Linked DNA regions of Pan troglodytes: region 1 is linked to region 2. A link is a contact called in public HiChIP or PLAC-seq data. All regions are on one chromosome and are shown on one strand. The core of a region is the stretch at or near the end of the contact, and the rest is flanking DNA. Distances in the headings are between cores, read along the strand shown.

Evidence for each region. HiChIP or PLAC-seq counts read pairs in DNA pulled down with a chosen protein or histone mark.
Region 1: an H3K4me3 HiChIP or PLAC-seq map of stem cell-derived excitatory neurons shows a contact between it and region 2, with 8 times the contacts expected there. The contact joins the promoter of MCL1 here to the promoter of CERS2 in region 2. A contact is called at or near these places in 1 of 7 Hi-C or Micro-C datasets (stem cell-derived neural progenitor cells) and 1 of 1 datasets of contacts at active chromatin or transcription factors (stem cell-derived excitatory neurons).

Annotation. Positions count from the first base shown.
Region 1 is chr1:98,636,671-98,644,264 of NHGRI_mPanTro3-v2.0_pri, reverse strand. MCL1 (MCL1 apoptosis regulator, BCL2 family member) reads right to left here and starts at 2,949. Exons shown (of 3, transcript XM_016926498.3): 1 at 551-2,949; 2 at 1-199. The coding sequence starts at 1,238. It also overlaps the pseudogene LOC129137635.
Region 2 is chr1:98,238,848-98,245,739 of NHGRI_mPanTro3-v2.0_pri, reverse strand. It overlaps CERS2 (ceramide synthase 2), which reads right to left and starts at 5,557. Exons shown (of 11, transcript XM_054670785.2): 1 at 5,279-5,557.

The DNA.
Region 1 (7,594 bases), core at 1,700-4,199, 400 kb before region 2:
TCTGTGATACTTTCTGCTAATGGTTCGATGCAGCTTTCTTGGTTTATGGTCTTCAAGTGTTTAGCCACAAAGGCACCAAAAGAAATGAGAGTCACAATCCTGCCCCAGTTTGTTACGCCGTCGCTGAAAACATGGATCATCACTCGAGACAACGATTTCACATCGTCTTCGTTTTTGATGTCCAGTTTCCGAAGCATGCCTGAGGAAGAAAAGCATGCAGGTCCTCACGGCCTCCTTTGTCTAAACCGGCGCAAGATTCGCCTGCCCACCCGCGGCGGGAAAGTCGCTACTGGGATTTACAGAACTCAGGTTGACCCCACTTGAAATTGACATCCCACCCTTTCCGGTCTTTGAACAAGAGCTGCCATTTCCAAAAGAATCAAGATGGGCGGAAACAATGACTCATGGCCAGAATATTCTGGCTTCAAGAATAGGATGAGACACGTTTCAACACTGACTCGTTTCGGTTTCCAACCCACCCTTGGCGGGTGAGTCCGGGGAGAGATGGAAAAAAGGGAGTGAGGCCTTGGCGATTAATGAACCCCCTTACCTTGGAAGGCCGTCTCATGGTTGCGCTGCACGCCATCCCCAACCCGTCGTAAGGTCTCCAGCGCCTTCCTGCTGGTGGCCCCAGACCTGCCCATTGGCTTTGTGTCCTTGGCGCCGGTGGCCTGCTCCCGAAGGTACCGAGAGATAATCTCCAGGGACTGCCGGTACAACTCGTCCTCCTCCTCCTCTGCTGGCGGCGGCGTCGAGGGTAGTGACCCGTCCGTACTGGTGTTATTACCAGATTCCCCGACCAACTCCAGCAGAGGCAGGACAGCCGGCCGCTTCCCGAGAGGCTCCGGCTCGTACCCGTCCAGCTCCTCTTCGGGCGACATGATGGCGTCGGCGGCCGGGGCTTCCATCTCCTCAAGCGGCGCCGCGCGGCGGGTGGGCGCGAAGAAAAGCAGCCTCGCGGGGGTCGCGGTGACGTCGGGGACCTCGGCGCCAATGGGCGGCGGCCGCGCGACCCTCCGGGAGTCTGGCGTGAGGGTGGACGGGGGGCTTGCGCCAGCGCTTCCGCCAATCACCGCGCCGGCCTCCCCTCCCCCTATCTCTCGCCGGGCCGAGGCCTCCTTCTCCGTAGCCAAAAGTCGCCCTCCCGGAGGGGTGGCGCCGCCGCTGCCGGCCCCCAAGCCGGCCCCCCCACAGTAGAGGTTGAGTCCGATTACCGCGTTTCTTTTGAGGCCAAACATTGCCAGTCGCCGCCGCCGCCTGGCTGAGAAAACTGGGGAAGACCCCGACTCCTTACTGGAAGGAAGCGGAAGTGAGAAGTGGCGAGCAGCTCCTTTATCACGGTTTTAGGGCGGCCAGTCCTACGGGGTGGCGCCAGCGAACTCTTATTTTTTTAAAAAAACTATTCCCATAAAAGGGGAAAGGGGCGGCAGCTTCCGGAGGGTTGCGCACGGCACCTACCGGCTGCCCGGCCGGGCCGGGGCGGGGCCGGGGCCGGGGCCTGAGCGGGGCCTTCCGGTCTTCGGAGGCTCTGAGTGCCGGTTACGTAACGGCGGCTCCGAGCGCCTGGGGTCCTCCCAGGCTCGAGCTCCTCCTGGGCTCGAGCTCTTTCCATGAGCACCTCGGGCCTTCTCGTGGCTACCTCTGTGCTTCCCTGAGACCTGATTTGCGAGCCCTTTTTGCTGGTTTTCGCCAGAGGTTTTTTACCAAATCAAAATTTCAACCATTGACTAACACAGGGGTTGAAGGAAGAAGACGGGGAAGTTCAGTGATGGATGGGAACAACAGTCTTAGATGATAGGGATAATTAAGAGGGCATAGTTGGGGACTTGTGGTTATTTTGCACAGCTCTCTACTCTCAGTCCAATGTTTGGAAATGAGGATGCTCCATGTGCTACCCTAAAGAACCATTTATGTAAGTGGACTAAACTAAAACTGCCACAGCTAAACTATTCCTGCCTCCCTGCTTGCTTCTCCCATCTCTGTTCCATAGTCTTTGGTGCTATTTACATATAGGCCTTAATCCATTAGCATCTCGTCTGAGAGTCTTGACACCATTTTTTGTTTGTTTTGAGACAGAGTCTAGCTCTGTTGCCCAGGCTGGAGTGCAGTGGGGCGATCTCGGCTCACTACAAGCTCCACTTCCCACGTTGAGACGATTCGGTACCTCAGCCTCCCGAGTAGCTGGGATTACAGGTGTGCGCCACCACATCTGGCTAGTTTTTGTATTTTTGGTAGAGATGGGGTTTTCACGATGTTGGCCAGGCTGGTCTCGAACTCATGGCCTCAAGTGACCCGCCTGTCTCAGCCTCCCAAAGTGCTGGGATTACAGCTGTGCGCCACCTCGCCCAGCTGATTCTTGTATTTTTAGTAGAGATGTGTTTCATGCGCGTCTGTGTGAAGACACCACCAAACAGGCTTTGTGTGAGCAACATGGCTGTTTATTTCACCTGGGTGCAGGCGGGCTGAGTCCGAAAAGAGAGTCAGCAAAGGGTGATGGATTATCATTAGTTCTTACAGGTTTTGGGACAGGTGGTGAAGTTGAGAGCAATGTTTTGCGGGCAGGGGTGGATCTCACAAAGTACATTCTCAAGGGTGGGGAGAATTACAAAGAACCTTCTTAAGGGTGGGGGAGATTACAAAGTACATTGATCAGTTCGGGTGGGGCAGAAACAAATCACAATGGTGGAATGTCATCAGTTAAGGCTATTTTTACTTCTTTTGTTGATCTTCAGTTACTTCAGGCCATCTGGATGTATACATGCAAGTCATAGGGGATGCGATGGCTTGGCTTGGGCTCAGAGGCCTGACAATGTGGTTTCACCATGTTGGCCAGGCTGGTCTCAAACTCCTGGCCTCAGGTGATCCACCTGCCTCAGCCTCTTAAAGTGCTGGGATTACAGGCATGAGTCACTGCACCCAGCTGACACCATTTATTTTTATACTGATAATAAGGCACATTTGACTCTAGAGGTTTGTAAAGCCCTTGAGAACAAGGATCTTCTTATATGCCATGTATGTTAGTTAACGTTAATTAAAGCAGCCTTTTTGTTAAAAGATCTGTAAAAATAATAGCTAAAATTCAAAAGCAAGGTGCTGAGAGACATAGGAAAGGTGAGCAAGCTCACTTTTTATTTATTTTTTTGAGATGAGGTCTTGCCCTGTCACCCAGGCTGGAGTGCAGTGGCACCATCAGTGCTCATTGCTGCCTCAACTTCCTGGGCTGAAGTGATCCCCCCACCACAGCCTCGCGAGTAGAGAGGAACACAGGTGCATGCCCCTATACTTGGCTAATTTTTTTATTTCTTGTAGAGATGGGGTATCACTATTTTGCCTAGGCCGGTCTTGAACTCCTGGACTCAGGTGATCCTCCTACCTTGGCCTCCCAAAGTGTTGGGATTACAGACCGGGCTCTGTGCCTCATGCCAGTAATCCCAGCACTTTGGGAGGCTGAGGTGGGTGGATCGCTTGAGCCCAGGAGTTTGAGACCAGCCTGGGAAACATGGCGAAACCCTGTCTCTACTAAAAACACAAAAATTAGATGGGTGTGGTGGTGCGCCTCTGTAATCCCAGCTACTCTGGAGGCTGAGACAGGAGAACTGCTTGAACCCAAGAGATGGAGGTTGCGGTGAGCCAAGATAGTGCCACTGCACTCCAGCCTGGGCAACAGAGCAAGACTCGGTCTCAAAAAATAATAATAATAATGAGGCCTGGCGCGGTGGCTCACACCTGCAATCCCAGCACTTTGGGAGGCCAAGGCAGGCGAATCATCTGAGGTCAGGAGTTTGAGACCAGCCCAACCAACATGGAGAAACTCCATCTCTACTAAAAATACAAAATTAGCCGGGCCGTGGTGGCACATGCCTGTAATCCCAGCTACTTGGAAGGCTGAGGCGGGAGAATCGCTCGAACCTGGGAGGCGGAGGTTGCGGTGAGCTGAGAGTGCGCCATTGCACTCCAGCCTGGACAACAAGAGCAAAACGCCATCTCAAAAATAAATAAATAAATAAATAAAGTGTTGGAATTATAGGCATGAGTCTCCCTCTTCGCCAAAAGTTCCTAATCCCCAAAATGTCACAGTTTAGTAAGGTGATACGGCGTCCATACCACCCATTTATGTTTTGGGCAGGACCTAGAACCATAGGGGTTTATAGTATGAGTGGCGAGGATAGAGCATTTTGTGGTTGTAGTGAATAAGAAATAGTTTCTCTATTTAAGGAATGTCTAATCTTGTACAGCAACTAACCATAATGTGAGATGGAATGTATGCTCTACACAAGGCATTAACAACTTCATTTTGGAGTTAAGAGGTTGGGAAATTCACTTTGGGCTGAGAGAGCTAGAGGAAAGTGTTATGGAGGAGGTAGCTTTGCTCTCATGCTTTATAAAGTAAAATTTTATCAGGTGGTAAAGTGGAAAGAGATTGAGGAAATAGGAGGAGCAATGATTTTTCCTTGTACAGAGGCTAAAAAAGGAAATGCAAGTTTCACTTTAAAATAAATTGCATTTTATTCATTATTTATTATTATTATTTTTTGAGACGGGTATCACCATGTTGCTCAGGCTGGAGTGCAGTGGTGCAGTCTCGGCTCACTGCAACCTTGACCTCCTGAGCTAAAGTGATACTCCTACCTCAGCTTCCCAAGTAGCTGGGACTACAGGCCAGCACCACCATGCCTGGCTAATTTTTGTGTTTTTTTGTAGAGATGGGGTTTCACCATGTTGTCCAGGCCAATCTCGAACTCCTGGCCTCAAGCCATCTGCCCTCCTTGGCCTCCCAAAGTGCTAGGATTATAGGCATGAGCCATTGCACCTGGCCCTATTTATTAGGAAACAAGTCTTGGTCGGGCATGGTGGCTCACGCCTGTAATCCCAGCACTTTGGGAGGCTGAGGCGGGCAGATCACGAGGTCAGGAGATCAAGACCATCCTGGCCAACACGGTGAAACCCCGTCTCTACTAAAAAAGAATACGAAAAATTAGCGGGGCATGGTGGCGGGTGCCTATAGTCCCAGCTACTCGGGAGGCTGATGCAGGAGAATGGCATGAATCCGGGGGGCAGAGCTTTCAGTGAGCCGAGATCGTGCCACTGCACTCCAGCCTGGGCAACAGAACGAGACTCTGTCTCAAAAAAAAAAAAAAAGAAAAGAAACAAAGTAACAAAGTCTTGCTATGTTATCCAGGATGGTCTACAACTCCTGTCCTCAAGGGATCCTCCCACCTGAGCCTCTTGAATAGCTGGGATTATAAGCATGAGCCACCACACCCAGTTACAAATACATTTTATTTTATTTTATTTTATTTTACTTATTATTTTTTTTTGAGATGGAGTCTTGCTCTGTTGCCCAGGCTGGAGTGCAGTGGCACAATCTCGGCTCACCACAACGTCCACCTCCTGGGTTCAAGCGTTTCTCCTGCCTCAGCCTCCCAAGTAGCTGGGACTACAGGTGTGCACCACCATGCCCGGCTAATTTTTGTATTTTTAGTAGAGACAGGGTTTCACTATGTTAGCCAGGCCGGTCTCAAACTCCTGACCTTGTGATCCACCTGCCTCAGCCTCCCAAAGTGCTGGGATTACAGATGTGAGCTGCTGCGCCCGGCCTTTTTTTTTTTTGAGATGGAGCCTTGCTCTGCTGTCCAGGTTGGAGTGCAATGGCGCGGTCTTGGCTCACTGCAACTTCCACCTCCCAGGTTCAAGCAATTCGGCCTCAGCCTCCTGCCATTACACCCAGCTAATTTTTGTTTTTTTTTTTTTTTTTTTGAGACAGAGTCTTGCTCTTTCACCCAGGCCGGACTGCCGTGGCGCTATCTCAGCTCACTGCAAGCTCCACCTCCCGGGTTCACGCCATTCTTCTGCCTCAGCCTCCCGAGTAGCTGGGACTACAGGCACCTGGCTAATTTTTTGTATTTTTAGTAGAGACAGGGTTTCACCGTGTTAGCCAAGATGGTCTCAATCTCCTGACCTCGTGATCCGCCCGCCTCGGCCTCCCAAAGTGCTGGGATTACAGGCGTGAGCCACCACGCCCGGCCTAATTTTTGTATTTTTAGTAGAGTTGGGGTTTCACCATGTTGGCCAGGCTGGTCTTGAACTCCTGACCTCATAATCCACCCGCTTCAGCCTCCCAAAGTGCTGGGATTACAGGCATGAGCCACCACGCCCAGCAGAGCCAGGGTTTTGCTCTGTCAAGGCTGAAGTACAGTGGTGCAATCATGGCTCACTGTAGCACTAAACATCTGAGCACCTCAGCCTCCCAAGTAGCTAGGACTACAGGCATGTACCATCACGTCCAGCTAATTTTTTAAAATTTATTTTTGGCAGAGATGGGGCCTCAGTGTTGCCCAGGCTAGTATAAACTCCTGGAGTCAAGCCATCCTCCTGTCTCGGCCTCCCAAAATGGGATTAAAGGCGTGAGCCATTGTGCCCAGCCTGATGTTCCTTTGTATAGCAACCTCTTCACCTCCTTTTCTGTCTTGAACCCACTCCTATGAAGCTTTGATTCTCACCACTGAAACTTGTCAAGGTTATCTATGACCTCTACATTGCCATGTCTCAGTGGTCAATTTGCAGGCCTCCTTATACTTCTCAGCAGTATTTGACTTGGTTGATCATTCTTGTGCGGAAACACTTTCTTCCTGTGCTTTTTAGGGTACCACACACTCCTGATTTTCCTTCTTCTATACTGGCTACTCTTCAATTTTGTTACTCTCTCTGGTTGTCCACTTGATGAGAGCACTTAATGTACTTCTCTTCGTAACCCCAGCCATGCCTGACCCGTGGCAGACACTCCACTGTTGAATGGATGAACCTGAATGTTTACCAACATGGGATATATAGAAAAGTGAGATGGTGGCCAGGCTGGGTACGGTGGCTCATGTTTGTAATCCCAGCAGTTTGGGAGGCTGAGGCGGGCGGATCATGAGGTCAGGAGATCGAGACCATCCTGGCCAACATGGTGAAACCCCATCTCTACTAAAAATACAAAAATTAGCTGGGCATGGTGGTGCGCGCCTGTAGTCCCAGCTACTCGGGAGACTGAGGCAGGAGAATCGCTTGAACCCAGCAGGCAGAGGTTGCAGTGAGCTGAGATCGCGCCACTGCACTCCAGCCTGGGGACAGAGTGAGACTCCGTCTCAAAAAAAAAAAAAAAGATGGGGACATACAATTGAGGCTTTGAAAGTCAAAGAGTTTTGAACTTTTCTAAGCAATTGGGAACCACTAAGCCCTAGAATACCATGATGCACGGTCTAATTTAGTTTCATTACTCTAATGGTGGGCTTTAGAATGGATTAAGGGAGAGAGAATTAGAGGCAAAGAAATAAATGTTGAGGCTACTGCAGTATGATAGTCACGAAATAATGTTAGGGCTGGGTGTGGTGGCTCACATCTGTAATCCCAGCACTTGGAGAGGCCGAGGTGAGAGGATTGCTTGAGCCCAGGAGTTCAAGACCAACCTAGGCAACATAGAAAGGCCCCATCTCTATTAAAAAAAAAAAAAAGGAAAAAAAGAAATAATGGTGACATGTAGTTGGGTGATGGCAGTAGAAATGGAAAAGATACATTTAGAGACACTGTGGAGCAGGGTCTATAGGCCTTGATG
Region 2 (6,892 bases), core at 4,308-6,807:
AACCTGCAAGACAGGCAGGACCTGGCCCTAGAAGCTGTAGCCAACAATCTGAGTAAAGTCCCTCCCTTATCCCCCTACACTCTGGCCACTTCCTCGAGCCTCCAAGCCAACTCAGCTGAAAGCTTCCAGGGGGTGCCCCAAAACATTGCAGGGCTGAGGCAAACCCTTCTTCCCCTTCCCTACAACCTACAACCCATCTGAGTAGCAAGTCCCTAAAGAAAAATTAAGAGACAGGGTAGGCTGGGCAGTGGCTCACGCCTGTAATCCCAGCACTTTGGGAGACCAAGGCAGGCTGATCACTTGAGCTCAGGAATTTGAGACCAGCCTGGGCAACACGGTGAAACCCCATCTCTACAAAAAATACAAAAATTAGCTGGGTGTGGTGGCACATGCCTGTAATCCCAGCTACTCAGGAGGCTGAGGTGGGAGGATCACTTGAGCCTGGGAGGTGAAGGTTGCAGTGAGCCATGCTCTTGCCACTGCACTCCAGCCTGGGTAACAGAGTGAGACTCCGTCTCAAAAAAAAAAAAAAAAAAAAGCCAAGGTAAAGCAAAATTATGTCCCCAAATGACACTGAGCTCCACAATCACTGGACATCGAACTACTGCACACAAGGTTGACACTCCATGCCAAGCCATCTAGTCCCTACACACAAGGCAGAAGGACCCTATGTATAACTCTTCAGAAAGAAAAGTGAAGGTAGGGCTGCAAAGAGTCAGGGATTGTGGGGCAGGGAACCAAGAGAGCGGACCAATACATCTGATGGAATTAAGAGCTATTCTTTTATTTTCTTTTGAGACAGGGTCTTCCTCTGTCACCCAAGCTGGAGTGCAGTGGTACAATCACAGCTCACTGCAACCTCCACCTCCCAGGTTCAAGCCATCCTCCCCTCCTGCCTCAGCCTCCCGAGTGCCTGGGGCTATGAGTAGCATGCACTACCAAGTAGCACACACCACATCTGGCTAATTTTTGAATTTTTTTTTTTGGTAGAAACAGGGTTTTGCCATGTTGCCCAGACTGGTCTTGAACTCCTGGGCTCAAGCAACCTGCCAGCCTTGGCCTCCCAAAGTGCTGGGATTACAGGCATGAGCCACCGTGCCTGGTCAGAGCTATTTCGTATAAATGCTCATCCAGAAAACAGAATCCTAGTCTGCAGGGGAACACCCATACCCTCTCAGTCTAGGAAAGAGCCACTATGTAAACCTCCTCCCCCAACTGAAAGACAACAACATGGTGGGAGTGACCACTTGGATACCCAGAGGAGGGAGGGAATGGTCTGTGTGTGGCTCATGAGGGAAGAGCAGCTGCTTGGAGCTGAGAGGAATGGCAAGATGGTCCAGGAGAGCCAGGGATGCTGGGTCCAGCACAACACCTGGCAATCCTAGGACTCAGCAAGAAGCCGCAGCAGGATGACCATGACAGTCTTTTCCAGGCTCCCCACCCCTTGTTCTCCTGGGAAGGAGATGAGGCAGTGGGATTTAGGCTGGCCCAGAAAGTGAAAGCAGAGACAGGAAGAAAAGAGAGTGGTGAAATTGTTATCCACAGTGACCTGGAGACTAGTTGGTGCCACTGACTGAAGACAGAGCCTGAGACCACAGCTGGGTTGGGCTGGTCCTGCTGCTGCTCTGACAGCTCCCGCTCCACCCCCACCCACCACTGTAGCCCTTGCGAAATCCCTCAGCCTGTCACGGGTCAGTATTCCAGCTCAAGGACTTTACCCCCTTGTCCCCACTCCTGGTCACTGCTCTCTCGGATGAAATCAGAGGTCAGCACTGCCAGCAAAGGAGCTTCAGCTCCACCTTCTCCCCTCCTCCTCCCCCAAATCACACACACACATTCCAGACACTGCCCCTGCCCCTTCCACCTCAGCCAGAATAAATATTTAATTAAACAGACGGAAGCCTTCTGAACTGAACAAAATTAAATGTAATTATCCACAGTGGAACTTTCCCCACACAAACACACACTTTTTTCCTAGAGAAAAGTTGTAGAAAATTGAATAAAGAAGGGACAAGGGTAGAAAATGCACAGAGAAGGGACAATGCGGAACACTTTGATGTGTGCACATGGCCCCCTCTTCCCACTTTTTTGCTCAGCCTGATTGGAAGCGAGAAATCAGCCTGACCCAGTCACCTGACTGCTATCTCTTGGAGCCCAACTTCTCCAGGGAAATGTAAAGCCAAAGGTACCATGTTGCCCTGGCAGTCCTAGACTTCAGATCCCATCCCCAACCAGGTCTGTGAAAACTGGCAGGGATGTTTCTCTAGTCAGGCAGCAGGCTGGAGTCGCAGAGGGAGGGTGGAGCCCCTGCTGGACTCCTGGGGCCCAGGAATGTCTCATGCCTGCAAAGCAGGGGGTGGGGGGCAGGCAAAGTAGGCACTAGAGCATGGTCAAGGACAGACACCTGGGCAGTGCAACTTCCTCATCCCCAAGATGAGATAGCGCCTGTCCTCTTCCACTCCAAGCAGGGAGAGTGGAAGACTTGGGAAATGCAGATTAATGGGGGCTTTTACACCGAGGTTGCAGGCTTCCCATGACCACAGCCCTCCATGGTGGTCCTGCACCTCCATTAGCAGAGAGGCACTACCCCCATCTCCCCAGCAGGGAGGCCCCAGATTCAGCAGGGTCAGGACCTCTGACTCAACATGAAGAGAGGGGAGGACAGCTGGGGCCTGGCCGGCCTCACTTACACATCCCCACAGAACCAAAGAGTTGGGTCCCTGTGGCAGTACTGGGGAGGCCTCTTAGCACCAGCACACAGATCCAAGCAAGACCCCATAAACAAGAGGCTGGGGCAAGAAAAGCTGAAGTGTACACACGGTAAGGAGACAACCCTGTTTTTCCAGGCCCCCTGGGCCTTCAGGGCAGTTACTTGACTTCTTATGGAGAAAATCACATCTAGAAACACTTTTCCACCCAGACTTCACTCCCCCATACACATGAAGAGACATGGTATCTGTCTACGCTCTCTCTCACACGCACCTGCCTTGGAGGCACAGATGCCACTTTCTGAGGCACAGGCTGGAGAGGGGCCAGAAGAGCAGGGATTTAACTGGCATTGGATTAGCAGGAACTTGAGCAGCACTCTGTCCAGCCCCAACCTTTGCCCCAACTCTGACTGACACCCCCACAAGACCCCTCTAGGTGGATGAAAGGAGCAGAGGATCCCCATGGGAGTCTGTAGATCCAAACGGCTGAGAAGGCAGAAGTTTCGGCCTGAGAGGAAGGAATTCTCTCAGACTCCAGGTGGTCAGTCTGACTGGCTCTCATAGTTTGGAAGAATAACTGAGGAAAATAGAAAGGAGTTGTTGACAAGGGAGGAGTGACAAAGGTCCCACCGGCTCCCTGCTTCCACTGAAGAAGTCCTGAATAGTCTTCCTTGTTGAAAACTTTCAGGCAACAGAAGCAGGTCATGAACTATAAGTCTACAAGCCATGGATGGAGCCAATGAGAGGTGTGTTATCCCTCCAGGCTGCAGGATGGGCCTCAAAATAAGCCAGATTGTAAAAAAGAGGTGGGTGAGAGGCAGTCAGAACAGTAGTCCTTAGCCTCATCTGGCCTACAGCTTGTCTGCAAAGTCCCACCAAAGGCCTCCACGGACCCAAACACTGCATGAGACTATGGCCCCAGGGGCAGGGAGACGCCGGTAGGTTTGAGAGACAGCTGGGGCGGTGTTGAAGGACACAGTGAGGGATCAGCCAGCCTGTGGCCAGTGACAGGGGAAAAAGGAGGCCCTTCCTCCCAGGGGAAAATCTGGCCAGAGGCCCCAGTGAGGGGAGTGGGGGACCAGGGGAGAAAAGGATCCCTTTCTGGAACAGACTGTGCAGATCACGGTATGGTCAGCGCCAGGTCCTCAGGGACAGGACTGCAGGCAAGTCCTTACCCTTAGGAGCCCCTTTACATGTGCAGCCACTCACACCCCGGTGCGGTCATCCCGACTCCGGTATGCGGCAGCAACCGCCACCCACCCCTGCCCCAGCACAGATATGGGGGTGACTGCCTGCTGGAGACCTGCTCGGACTCACTTCTCCAGGAACAGGGGCTCACTGCATTCGCCACGATCCTCAGAACCCCCTGAACCTGGGCCTGGCAACTCAGGTGACTGAAACCAGGTTTTGATGCCAGGAGCTAGGCTTAGGGAGGGAGAGACTCCAACTGCAGGCTAAAGATGAGTGCTCTACACCTGCAGTCAACCCACTTGCCACGGGCCTCTAGTGATTAACAAGCTACGGCCCAGAAAGCCAGTTCCACCAGGAGCTCCCTTGCCAGCCACCCACACCTCATAACGGTATGCCTTAGCCCTACCGGGCCGGGGCAGGCGCTCTGGGCCGCTCCTTCCTGTTTCCCGTTAAGCACATGGAAGCTCTGACCTCGCCTGCGAGGTGGGCACGGTGGGCCGGTAGGAAGAAAACGGGGCAGGGCCCTCCCCTCTCCTCCCACCCAAGCCACAGGACGCGTCCAGGCCAGGGCAACCCCGCGGGCCGCTGCCAGGGTGGAGGCTCTCGCGCCAATGGTCACCAAGCTCCTCCACTCCCCAACAAAGGGAAGCCCGCGGCTCGGCCCCGTCGCCCGCAGCCCCCGCGTCCCCACCTTCCGCCCTACCTGTTGCCCGGGAAAGCTTCTCCGGCTCAGGGCGGCGCTGCCGCGGACACCGCGGCGCCAGGCCCGCCGGCCCCGGCCGCTCCCTTGAGGCGCTGCGCCCGCCTTACCCGGCGGCCGCCGCCATGAGCGCCCGCAGCGCCCCCCGCCAGCGCCGCCTCCCTCCTCGCCCCGGCCCCGCGGCCTTCCCAGCCCGACCCCTCCGTGGCCCCGCGACAAAGCGGCACCCGGGGCTCCCAACTTTTCCGCAGCCCCTTCCCACCCCCGCGCGGGGCTCGGGCGCCGGGCGGGGGCCCCGACTCACCCGGCGGCAGCGCTGGCGGGGCCGGGGCCGCTGCTCCGTGTACTCCGTCTGCTCGGGTGGCTGCTCCGAGGCCCCGAGGCCTGGCTCCCCGCGCCTCTCCTCCCTCTTCCGCCCGCCCGCCGGCCCGCGCCCGCCCTCGCCCTCCCTCCTCCGCCAGCCGCCGGCGCCGCCGCCGCCGCCCGCCGAGCCCAGTCGAGCTGAGTCCGAGCCCAGCCGGGAAAAGGCCGCGAGCAGCCCAAGGGCCGGGAGGCTGGGCGTGGACGGGAGGGGAGGGCGGGGCGGGCCTCTGCGCTGCGGCTGCCCCTTCGCCCCGGCGCGGGAGCCCAGACCCCAGCCCTCCGCTCCCGGCCCCACAGCCGCGTCCACGCCCGTCACCTTGCGCTAGAGAAGCCGCCGACGTGGGGAGGCGGGTGCGGGCTCCTTCCGCCACTTCGGTCTCTTTTCGGGGTGGGAGGTCTCCCACTGGGACCGACACAGACGCACTGGATGCCGCGGGGTCCCGGGCTCCGAGTGGCGGTGTCCCTGCCCCCTTACTCCTACCCACCCCCACCCACCCCCAACTGCTGTGCGGCCCCCGGTGCCCGCCAGGGTGGGCACATTCCCACTTCCAGCCCCACGGGGCGCGGGCGGAGGAGGGTGCAGCCCGGGGATCCTGCCCAAGTGCCTCGCGCCGAAGCTGAAAACCTCTCCAGGGCAGACCGAAGCAGCCGACCCTCGAGACCCAGTCGGAGCCTGCGATCACTCGGGCGACCCTCGCCTACCCCGCCGTAAAAGCCGCGGCCTTTCCACCTAGGTGCTACGGGACCTACCCCCGTGGCAAGGAAGAGCAAACCCGAACTTGCGCACACCCGGCGGCCCTGTCTGAAAGAGCCACCCCAACTTTTGTTTTGTAAAATGTATGAGTTTTCAAATGACACCACGTTTATCCGTATTCGATTTCGTGTTAAAAAGTGTTTTCCGGCCGGGCGCGGTGGCTCACGCCTGTAATCCCAGCACTTTGGGAGGCCGAGGCGGGCAGATCACCTGAGGTCAGGCGTTCGAGACCACCCTGGCCAACATGGTTAAACCCTGTCTCTACTAAAAATACAAAAATTAGCCGGGCACGGTGGCTCGCGCTTGTAATCCCAGCTACTCGGGAGGCTGAGCCACGAGAATCGCTTGAACCCTGGAGGTGGAGTTTGCAGTGAGCCGAGATCTCGCCACTGCACTCCAGCCTGGGCGACAGAGTGAGACTCCGTCTCAGGAAAAAAAAAAAAAAAAAGTGTTCTCCCCTTGGCCTGGCGCGGTGGCTTATGCCTGTAATCTCAGCACTTTGGGAGGCCGAGGTGGGCAGATCACTTGAGGTCAGAGTTCAAGACCAGCCTGGTCAACATAGCGAGACCCCCAACTCCTTTATAAATTAAAAAAAAAAAAAGTTTTCCCCTTGAGTCGTGTGGTAAAATTACTGTTTCAGAAGTAATTACTGTTGGAAGATGCAACATGGTTTTCCTAGAAAGCTGGTCTTAACTCCTAACGTGAACGAGTGGTGACTAAGATGTATTTGAGGGCTCCTATACAGGGAGAGCTGCAGCTTACTCCATGGAGAGGTACTTTTGTCAAATTTCTCACCTAGATGAAGTATTGCCTTTTTTATGCTGTTGCAATCAGAGCCTCTGACAGTAGCTTGTTTCCCCGTTTATCTGGTCAAGTCCTCGTAGGAAGGAGTGCAACCCCCACTAATCCAGTTGGAGGGCCCATCCCTCATCTCAGGCCCTTTCTGGAGGGTAAGGAGGTAGAGGCTGTCTGACCCAACTGTTTGTTCTGCCTCTCTTTTCAGGGGGACCCGCAGCCCTGACACACCATGGGAAAGATGAGAGTGGTGGCCCCTAACCAGCTCCCAGGGTTTCTCTAGGCTTTTCTAAGCCCCAGGCCTGCCTGATCTCCCAGTTTCCAGCAACCCCTCCAGCTGTGTTTTTCTCCTCCCTCCCTTATTAGCATATCTTCCATTGT